Regions from separate parts of the Macaca mulatta genome. Here region 1 is linked to region 2. A link is a contact called in public Hi-C data. All regions are on one chromosome and are shown on one strand. Each heading gives the region's core, a stretch centred on a gene start, on an enhancer-like site or on the middle of the called end of the contact. The rest is flanking DNA. Distances are from core to core; before and after follow the strand shown.

Region 1 (5,142 bases), core at 9-2,508, 200 kb after region 2:
GGGTGAAATCTGCTTACTCTTGGGCTGGTGTTAAGTCTGGGGATGGAACCAGAGTAGGAATGGCTGGCTTGGCACTGACGAGTTCAGGGACCTGACTTAGGTTACTGATGTGGACCGTGACTTTTTGTTTGAGACAGTTTCACTCTTGTTGCCCAAGCTGGAGTGCAATGGCGCAATCTTGGCTCACTGCAACCTCCACCTCCCAGGTTCAAGCGATTCTCCTGCCTCCGCCTCCCAAGTAATTGGGATTCGAGGCATGGGCCACCAAGCCCGGTTAATTTTGTAATTTTAGTAGAGACGGGGTTTCGCTATGTTAGGCTGGTCTGAACTCCTGACCTCGGGTGAACCACCGCGCCCGGCCTGGAATGTGACTTAGAACAAGACAGTTTTTCCTGTTTTGTTTTTTTCTTTTCCTACTGCCTGTATGATTGCTATTTACTTAAAGAGACGGAGTCTCGCCGCGGTGCCCAGGCTGGTCTCGAAGCCCCGGACCCAGAGATCCTCCCAACTCGGTCTTCCGAGTAGCTGGGACCACAGGAGCGGGCGCCGGGCACTTTTGATGCTTTGAACTTTCTTCCTAAGGAGAAAGGAGACGGCCCAGCAGCGGATGGTGAAGCTAATCCAATATAGTGAGCTGCCACTAGCGTTTTTAAGTGCATTACAACGTGGTTCTGCTGGACGTTATGCACTCGGTTGCGATATAAAACGCATCATCTACAGGAGGTGACAGGCGCCAAAGTTTAAAAACTGGTCTCAAGGTGTAAGGACTAGTTTCTGGAGCTACTGCCTTCTGAGTGAAGATGGAGGCGCAGACTTCCCGGGTCACACAGTGGCAAGGCAGCTGCCTAGGGTGCGGCGGGACCGGGCGGCACGGGGGGCGTCTGGCCAAGCAGCGCAGCCCGCGAAGGGTTTGTAGCCAGCACAGCGCAGCGGGGCCTGTGGCACGGACCGGTTCTTTCACTTTTGACACGAAGCCCCTCCCACTTACCACGCTCTGCACACGCCCCTGTTAAAATAGAAAAAGACCAAGAGAGGCCTCGGAGACTCAGTCATCATCTGCGTCTCTGGCCGCTCGCTGACGTGGCGAACTGAAATGACTGAGCGCCCGGCTAGGCACTCGCGCACTCCAGCCGTTCCGGCCCAACCGCCGCCCAGAGGTTAGAACAGTAGCCGCCAAAGGCCGCGCACGGGCGCATGCGCGCGTCGGACCAACTCCCTCGCGCAGTCACTTCCGGCGCGCTGGGAGACGTGCGGTTCCGGGTCGCTGCTCGGCTCTCCAGCCGGGCGGTGGGGGCTGGTGACGCGGTCCGGGGCTCACGAGAGGCCCCGGAGGCGGGGCTTTGCTGGCTGCCCAGAGAGAGGCAGGTGCGCGGGCCAGGACTCCGGGAATGCGAGTAGGCCCCTTATTCTCCCGGTGGCCTCTGTCTGTCCCCACAGCGGCCCGGTCAGGGTTGCCCAAGCCCCAAGGCGGGGGGCGGCACCGGGGTGCTGAAAGGGTGAGAGTGGGGGCGGAGGCGGGCTGCCCCGGCCTGGGAGTCTGGAGCCTAGGATTCCGGGATTCCTCCCTGCGCGACCTTGGACAAGTCGCTCCTCCTCTCTGGGGCTCAGTTTCTCTGCTGTCAAATGGGAGAGATGTTGGATCCTTCCTTTCTTTGACAGTCCAAGCACGGGCGGGGCTGGAGGGAGCCTGAGGGAGTGAGATCCAAACTGCCGTGGCAGGCACCTGCCTGCCTCCCTGGGGGTTAGGCATCTGTCTTTACCCAATCTTGCTTTGCTTTCTCTCAGTGCAAATCCGTGACCAGACAGTCCAGGGTCTGGCCAGGTAAACAGTGTGTGAGTATAGTAATCAACTGAGAAATAAATACTGGCCCCAGGAAAACTTAACCTCATTCAAATTGTTTTGCTTAGGGCTCCCAGGGAGAGATGAGTTTAGGCACCCGCTGTGGTGATCAATTCTGTTCTGTGCGCTTGTAAGTGACGCTCTTAGGCAAATAACAAATTCATAGGAGATCAGGGTTAGGGAGGGTATCCCACTGAGAGTTGTGACAGGTTTTCTTACCCCCTTTAATCCTTCTTTTGTCCCTCTTCCTTCACTACTTCTCCCCGTCCCCACCCAACATTTCGGCCATACACTTGGAAAGAAATATCCAATGAATTTTATTTTGTCTTCATGCAGGACAGAATGCTTTGACCTCCAAGCTGTTTTAGATCTAGTAGATAAGCCAGGTGAGTAAGTGGTTTACAGACATTGAAAGTAAAGTTTCTGAAGAATTGTACAGACTTAATGGAGGATCTGAAGTGGTAAGATGGCATTTGTGTATCTCAGAGCAGAGCTTAGGTGTCCTCCACAAAACATGGAAAGTTAAGGTTGGAACCAGAATATTAGTGTTTTATACACCATTGGGAGGAAAAGATTTTTGAATCTTTCTTTGAATATCATGTCAAACATTCTGAAGAAAAGAAACAGGCCGGGTGCAGTGGCTCACACCTGTAATCCCAGCACTTCAGAAGGCCGAGGCAGGTGGATCACCTGAGGTCAAGAGTTTGAGACCAGCCTGACCAACACGGAGAAACCTCATCTCTACTAAAAATACAAAATAAGCCGGGCGTGATGGCGCATGCCTGTAATCCCAGCTGCTCGGGAGGCTGAGGCAGGAGAATCACTTGAACCCGGGAGGTGGAGGTTGCAGTGAGCCCAGATTGTGCCATTGCACTCCAGCCTGGGCAACAAGAAAGAAACTCCATCTCAAAAAAAAAAAAAAAAAAAAAGAAAAAGAAACTGATTGGAGGTAATTTTATCAAACTCAGAACCACACAGCGTCTCCAGAAAATGTTCAAGGATATCAGATACCTATACAACAGAGTTGTCTGGCTTGTCGTCTTTTTTCTGTTACCAGCTTTTCCTATTGGACAGTTGATTGCAAACCATCCTGAAACAGTAGGATATTACACCTTTTACATATTGAATTACATATTGGATATTGGATTACATATGAATCGAATTACATGCGTTTTTCCCTTCAACTTAAAAAAATAACACTAAACTGTAGTTAAGCTTATTGGAGGAAGGATTTGAAATCATTAAGTCACGAATATGTGATGTTGATGTCTGCTCTGGGAAATTTTACCAAATGTGTTATATGTCATACTCAACATGGCATAATTAAAAAAAAAAAACAGAGATTTGTGAATGAGAGTCCTCTGTTCAAATACCAGCCCTGCCACTTAGCCACACAATCTTTGATAGATTACTTCATCTCCTTGAGACTGGATTTCTTCATCTTATATGCATATGAAGCACCTGAGTGCTTTTTAAATGTTTAGTAATTGTGTTCTATAAGTGTACATGTAAATTATGAAACTTAATTTTGAAATCTAAAACTTAACAACTCAGATGTGAAATCTTTCCAGTGTTTAACTTTTGAACTGTCCCTTTCATCTGGTTTATAGATCCTGTGTTGCCATAAGCCCTTGGCCCACATTTAAGTGGGAATGCAGCTAGCTTGGATGTCTGAAACTTTGTAGGCACCTGTGTCTGATTCCTAAACACAGGCACCAGGACTACTGAGAGCTCATCATCCGTGCCGGATAGCCACACAGCAAACATGTTTGCAAAACTGAAGAAGAAAATTGCAGAAGAGACTGCTGTTGCTCAGAGACCAGGAGGTGCTACTAGGATCCCACGGTCTGTGAGCAAGGAATCAGTTGCCTCAATGGGAGCTGACTCAGGAGATGACTTTGTAAGTATCTTTACTTAAGAAATATACTTTTGCAGGAAATTCTTCCAATAAATATTTTAAATTGCTTGATTATTTCATACCTTTCATGATTTGTAGCTATATAAGAGCCTGTACATCTGATTCTTCTTACTCTGAGGTACCTTTTTGTTAATTTTTGGTTTGTAAATGTTAAGGTACTCTTTTTTTTTCCTTATTTTTCTGTGAATTCCTCTTCATATTCTCTCCAGTGTCCTCTTGTACTGTTTTTCCATCTGTGTACCTTGTACATCTTCTTTTGCATTTCATTTCTGAAAATGTCTGGGCCTGTTTTCATTGCAGACATATATACTTATATAACAACTAAGTCATTGCTGCTTAACAAGGTCTCTGAGTTGTGGTAAGGGGTTAGCCAGAGTGCATTGTTGTATTGGGAAGGTTGATGGAAAGATGGCAACAGTGATTACAGTATGTTTCTTTTTTTCTTTTTCTTTCTTTTTTTTTGAGATGGACTCTCACTCAGTAGCCTAAGGTGGAGTGCTGTGGCCTGATCTCAGTTCACTGCAACCTCTGCCTCTGGGGCTCAAGCAATTCTTGTGCCTCAGCCTCCAGAGTAGCTGAGACTACAGGTGTACTCCACCATGCCTGGCTAATTTTTTGTATTTTCTTAGAGACAGGTTTTCACCATGTTGCCTAGGGTGGTCTCAAACTCCTGAGCTCAGGCGATCCGCCCGCCTTGGCCTCCCAAAGTGCTGGAATTACAGGTGTGAGCCACCATGCCTGGCCTACAATATGTTTCTTATTAGTAAAATACATTTGTGGCTATAAGATTTCAAAAAATGAAGATGTTGCTATATTAGGGAAATGTCATGCTTAAAAAATAAAGTGTGGCTTTTGCATATGACAGGATCCTCTTAAGTTAGATAAATTTCTTTTTTTCTTTTTTTTTTTTGAGACAGAGTCTCACTCTGTCACCCAGGCTGGAGTGCAGTGGCATGATCTCAGTTCACTGCAATCTCCACCTCCTAGCTTCAAGCAATTCTCCTGCCTCAGCCTCCCAAGTAGCTGGAACTACAGGTGCCCACCACCATGCCCGGGATAATTTTTTTTTGGTTTTTGGTTTTTGGTTTTGAGATGGAGTCCCACTCTGTCACCTAGGCTGGAGTGCAGCGGCGCAATCTTGGCTCACTGCAATCTCCACCTCCCGGGTTTAAGTGATTCTCCTGCCTCAGCCTCCTGAGTAGCTGGAACTACAGGCGCCTGCCACCACGTCCAGCTAATTTTTGTATATTCAGTAGAGACAGGGTTTTACTATGTTGGCCAGGCTGGTCTCGAACTCCTGACCTCATGATCCTCCCTTCTTAGTCTCCCAAAGTGCTGGGATTATAGGGGTGGGCCACCAACACTTGGCAATAAATTTCTTTAA
Region 2 (4,838 bases), core at 256-2,755:
TCAGAAGAAAAGACAGCTCTTTACGCCAAATACATTTGGTTTTATGAAAAACTAGTATCCTAATATTTGCCATTTATGGAGATCAATGAGAGATTTTCCCCACCCCAATGTTGACATGTACTACTCGAGGCTGTCATATTATTGAGGCATAAAAGATGTTCTAATAAAATGGAAGTGGCTTAAGAGAAAGGTTTTTTTTTTTTTTTTTTTTTTTTTGAGACGGAGTCTTGCTCTGTCGCCGGGGCTGGAGTACAGTGGCCGGATCTCAGCTCACTGCAAGCTCCGCCTCCCGGGTTTACGCCATTCTCCTGCCTCAGCCTCCCAAGTAGCTGGGACTACAGGCGCCCGTCACCTCGCCCGGCTAGTTTTTTGTATTTTTTTAGTAGAGACGGGGTTTCACCGTGTTAGCCAGGATGGTCTCGATCTCCTGACCTCGTGATCCGCCCGCCTCGGCCTCCCAAAGTGCTGGGATTACAGGCTTGAGCCACCGCGCCCGGCCAAGAGAAAGTTTTATGCCGCCTCCCAACTCTGAACAGATGCTAAGAATTTACTAAACAAGTGCACACAGGAGTAGTGATTTAGAGAGGCCTTCCCACCTTCAAGAATTTTATAATACGTTAATGAGCTGAGTCTTATTTTCAGGGATGGCTTTGTTAAAGCAGAAGACGATGGGTAACTAATTATGCTTATGAAAGGCAGTTTTGCATGCTTGTCTGTCAAAAAATACAGTAAAATTTATTTTAAAATTGATTAATTGGTGTAGAACTTGCAATGGTCACAGAATCAGGATGGTCGGCTTACATTCAGGGATGAAATTTGTTCAGGCCTTTCAAAATAGAACACGTTGCTTTTAGTATGGCATTGGTTCTGTTTGCAGTACTGATTTTTCTTTCACGGTAATTAAAAAAAATCTTGCTTTCTTAAAAGCCTGCACCCAAGCTAGTGATCTTTTCTGCAGAGGACTGAGCATCCCAACCATGCTTTATTTTGGTGGATTCTTACAGTTTTCTGGCTGGGTCCTTTTTGAAGGGTAGCTGTGAGCTGTGAGACAATTTCAGCAAGATGTAGGGACAAGGATCGCATTCGAGGTGGCTTAAAAGGAAACACGTGTGTGAGAGTTGCCTCACTGTCTCACCTGCTAGAGGAAACTGGGAGATTTCAGGGTTTGTTTTCGGTCCTGGCGTGGTGCAGAGGTGGAGGGGCGCCAGCAGGTGTGTGGGATGCAGGACGCAAAGCCAGGAGAACCTGGGGCAGGTGTCTGGCGCCAGGGGGTGCAGTTCCTATTTTTCGGCGCTTGGTGGCGCTCGGGTCTCCTCCGGCCCTGCTAGCAATCTCTAAGGCACCTCCGCTGCCACCTGCAGTCTCAACCAAACCTCTGGGTGGGCAGCGCGGGATGTGATGGGCCGAGCGTCCAATCGACTGACAGGTTTCCGTCCACACTACTGAGCTAGCCAATGGGAGCCGAGGAGAGGCGCGGAGAAGGCGGGCCCCGCGGCAAGCCTGGCAGAGGCGCGAGGCCCTCCTCCCGCCTCTCCGCCTACTCCAGCCTCCGCCGCCTCAGCTTCCCGAGCGAGCCCTGCGGCCGCCGGAGCAGCTCCCGCGGCGGAGCAGGAGCCGGATGGTCAGAGGAGCCCGGCAGCCCCAGCAGCCGCGGAGTCGCCTGGCCCCAAGGTGGGGCAGGGGCTGGGTGGAGGCCGGGGTTGGGGATGGGGCGGGGACCAGGGAGCGGGCCCAGGGGCAGCGGCTCGGGGCCGCGGAACATTCGGGGCGCAGAGACCGGAGGGGCGGGGGGTGCAGGCTGGGGGGATCTGGGGGGCGCCTGGAGGCGGCGGCGCGGGCTGGGCGCGATCGCATCCTCGAGGCCAGGTGAGAGGGGCGTGTGAGGGAAGGGGCGCCGAGGAGTGAGGCTGGCGGCGCGGGGCCGGGAGGGGCAAGGCGCGCGCGCCCCCGGAGGGGCCGTGGAATGCGGGGGTCGCCGGGCCCGGAGAGGCGGGGCGTGGAGAGGGCAGTGTACGGTCGGGAGCGGATGGGCACAGGAAAGGGGAGGCTGGGGGAGCTTACGGGGGTGACGAGGCAGACAATGAGTAGGTGGAGGTGGGTGATTTTGGGGAGCTGGGCTGTGACGAGCAGGGGTTGAAGATGGGGTGAGGGACCAGGAAGGTTTGGGCTCAGGGGGAATTAGGGGAACGGTGAGTCCCAGGAGTGCTTGGTCTTGGGAAACAGGGCATAAGGCGTTTGTAAGGTCAGGTCTGGGCTTGGCGAGCCTGTGGTCCCAGAGGGTGGTCTGTTTAGTTCCTGACTGGCACGGTAGCGCCGGGAGATGTTTTCTTGTATATTACTTTTAGTTACTGTCTTATTTGTTTGGTCTGTAGACTGACTGGCACAGTGGAGAAACCGCCTCGAAAACGGAGAAGCAGGTAAGGCAGTGCCTTCCTATTTTGCTTCATGTTTTTCTTTGCTTGGCTGCACCTGTGCCGTACTGCATAATTGTACACTGTCAGTAGATGAAGTTTCTTATTTATCCCCTTTTTAAAATAAAATAACCACATGCATGATTTTTCTTTTGAGGACTTCAAATTATTACCTCTATAGTCGATTTTTTTTTTTTTTTTTTTGGTATCTAAGATAATGTGGGAAATCTTGAGAGATCCTACTTTTTTACTTTATGATGTTGTGTTAGGATCTCAGCTAGTTTTTTTTTTTTTTTTTTTTTTAACCTTAGCCATAATTTCAGTTTCTCCTGCATCTCTGTTTAAAAAGCTCATCTTGGCTGGGGTGGCTCATGCCTTCAATCCCATGAGGCATGAGATTTGGGAGGCTGAGGCAGGAGGATCATTTGAGCCTGGGAGTTCAAGACCAGTCGGGGCAACAGAACAAGACTCCGTCTCTATAAAAAATTGAAAAACTAGCCGGTCCCATAAATATATACACCTACTATGTACCCACAAAAACAAAAAATAAAATTTAAAAAAACACAAAAACTAACTAGCTGAGTAGGTGTTGTGGACCTGTAGTCCCAGCTTCTCAAGAGGCTGAGGTGGGAGGATTGCTTGAGCCCAGGAAGTCAAGGCTGCAGTGATGCAGTGAGCCATAATCATGCCACTGCACTCCAGTGTGGGGAACACAGCAAGACCCTGCCTCAAAAAATAAAAGAAACTAATTTTATTGAGCATCTACTATGTGCCAAGCACTGTGTGCGAATGCTCTATATGTATCTTCTCCTGTAATCCTCAAAGCACCCTAAGAATATGTAGTGTTGTCACTGTTTTACAGAAGAGGGAACTGTGACACAGAGGGGCCAAATATTTACCCAGAATCATGCATCTAGTAAAAGATAAAACCAGGATTTGAATCTAGACAGTCTGACTCCAGAGCTTAAGCTCTTAACTGTTATACCATAATGATCCTAATAAATATACAATTGAAAGTAGCTTTTCTTATTGATTTATCTTTTGTCGTTGGACACTGTGTGGTTAACTCGAATGGTTGAACCTTAGAAAAACAGAAACAAAGAGTTTAAGTAGTCCACAAACAAAATGAATTAGTCCTTGAGTAATGAAGACGAAGATATATTTATCACATAAACATTTTTGACTGCATTCCATGTGAGAGGTACTACATAGCAATTCTGTGTAGTCATTAGATGATTCCTTTTTCACAGATGTTGGCATTGGCCTAGAGAAAGTAAGCTACTGTAGTTATGTGACCAGTAGGACTACTTTCATAGTTAATATCTGGCAAGTTATTGATGTTAATAGACAGAAAATCTCAACAGTAAACAGACACGAAATGCTGATGGTGGAAGTGCCAACAGAATTTCTTTGTCACACTTTAGGCCTATGCTGTCCAATCCAGTAGCCATATGCAGGTGAGCACTCAAAATGCATCTAGCATGACTGAGGAACTAAATTTTTAATTTTATTTAATTGTAATTAAATTAACTTGACAAACTGCTACTTGATCACCCATTGGGAGACATTCAAGTATGTTTTGAACAACTTGGGTATGTGAGTCTGTATTTTTCATCTGTCATTTTATGAAATCTAAATATATATCAAATATGTCCAATGAGAATTTAGTGTCTGAAATGAGATAAGTATAAAATACACACTAGATTTCAAGTTAGTACAAAAATCGAATACATAAAATTTCTCAGTAACTTTTTATATTGATAACATAGTGAAAAATATTTTAGGTATATTAGATTAAAGACTTTTTTTTTTGTCTTTTTTTTTTTTTTTTTCCTTTTTGTGGAGAACGGGGTCTCGCTATATTACCCAGGCAGGTCTCGAACTCCTGGGCTCAAGCTATCCTCCCGCCTCTGCCTCCCTGAGAGCTGGGATTACAGGCGTGAGCCACCGTGCCCGGCCCTTTTTTTTTTTTTTTTTTTTGAGACAGGGTCTGGCTCTGTCACCCAGGCTGGAGTGCAGTGGTGCAATCTCAGCATACTGCAACCTCCACCTCCTGGGCTCAAGCCATCCAGCCAGTTCAGCCTCTGGAGTAGCTGGGACTACCGGCGCCTGACACCTCACCCAGCTTTTTTTTTTTTGTAGAGACAAGATTTGGCCATGTTGCCCAGACTGGTCTCAAACTCCTGGGTTCAAATGATCCAACCACCTTGGCCTCCCAAAGTGCTGGAATTACAAGTGTGAGCTGCCATGCCTGGCTGTAAATAAAATTGTTACTAAAATTATTTTCACTTATTTTTTCCTGAGACAAAGTCTTACTTTTTTGCCCAGACTGGAGTGCAGTGATGTGATCTTGACTCACTGCAATCTCTGCCTCCTGGGTTCAAGCAATTCTCTTTCCTCAGCCTCCCGATTAGCTGGGATTACAGG

The links. Hi-C and Micro-C count contacts between places; a contact is called where the count stands out from the background.
Region 1: a contact with region 2 is called in a Hi-C map of fetal cortical plate, with 2.7 times the contacts expected there. The contact joins the promoter of GOLGA1 here to the promoter of SCAI in region 2. A contact is called at or near these places in 4 of 14 Hi-C or Micro-C datasets (cortical neurons, fetal cortex germinal zone, fetal cortical plate and 1 more).

Annotation. Positions count from the first base shown.
Region 1 is chr15:22,827,243-22,832,384 of T2T-MMU8v2.0, forward strand. It overlaps GOLGA1 (golgin A1), which reads left to right and starts at 1,259. Exons shown (of 21, transcript XM_077968048.1): 1 at 1,259-1,496; 2 at 2,177-2,226; 3 at 3,451-3,740. The coding sequence starts at 3,606. It also overlaps the pseudogene LOC716530.
Region 2 is chr15:22,626,823-22,631,660 of T2T-MMU8v2.0, forward strand. It overlaps SCAI (suppressor of cancer cell invasion), which reads left to right and starts at 1,506. Exons shown (of 18, transcript XM_015116846.3): 1 at 1,506-1,671; 2 at 2,373-2,417. The coding sequence starts at 1,619.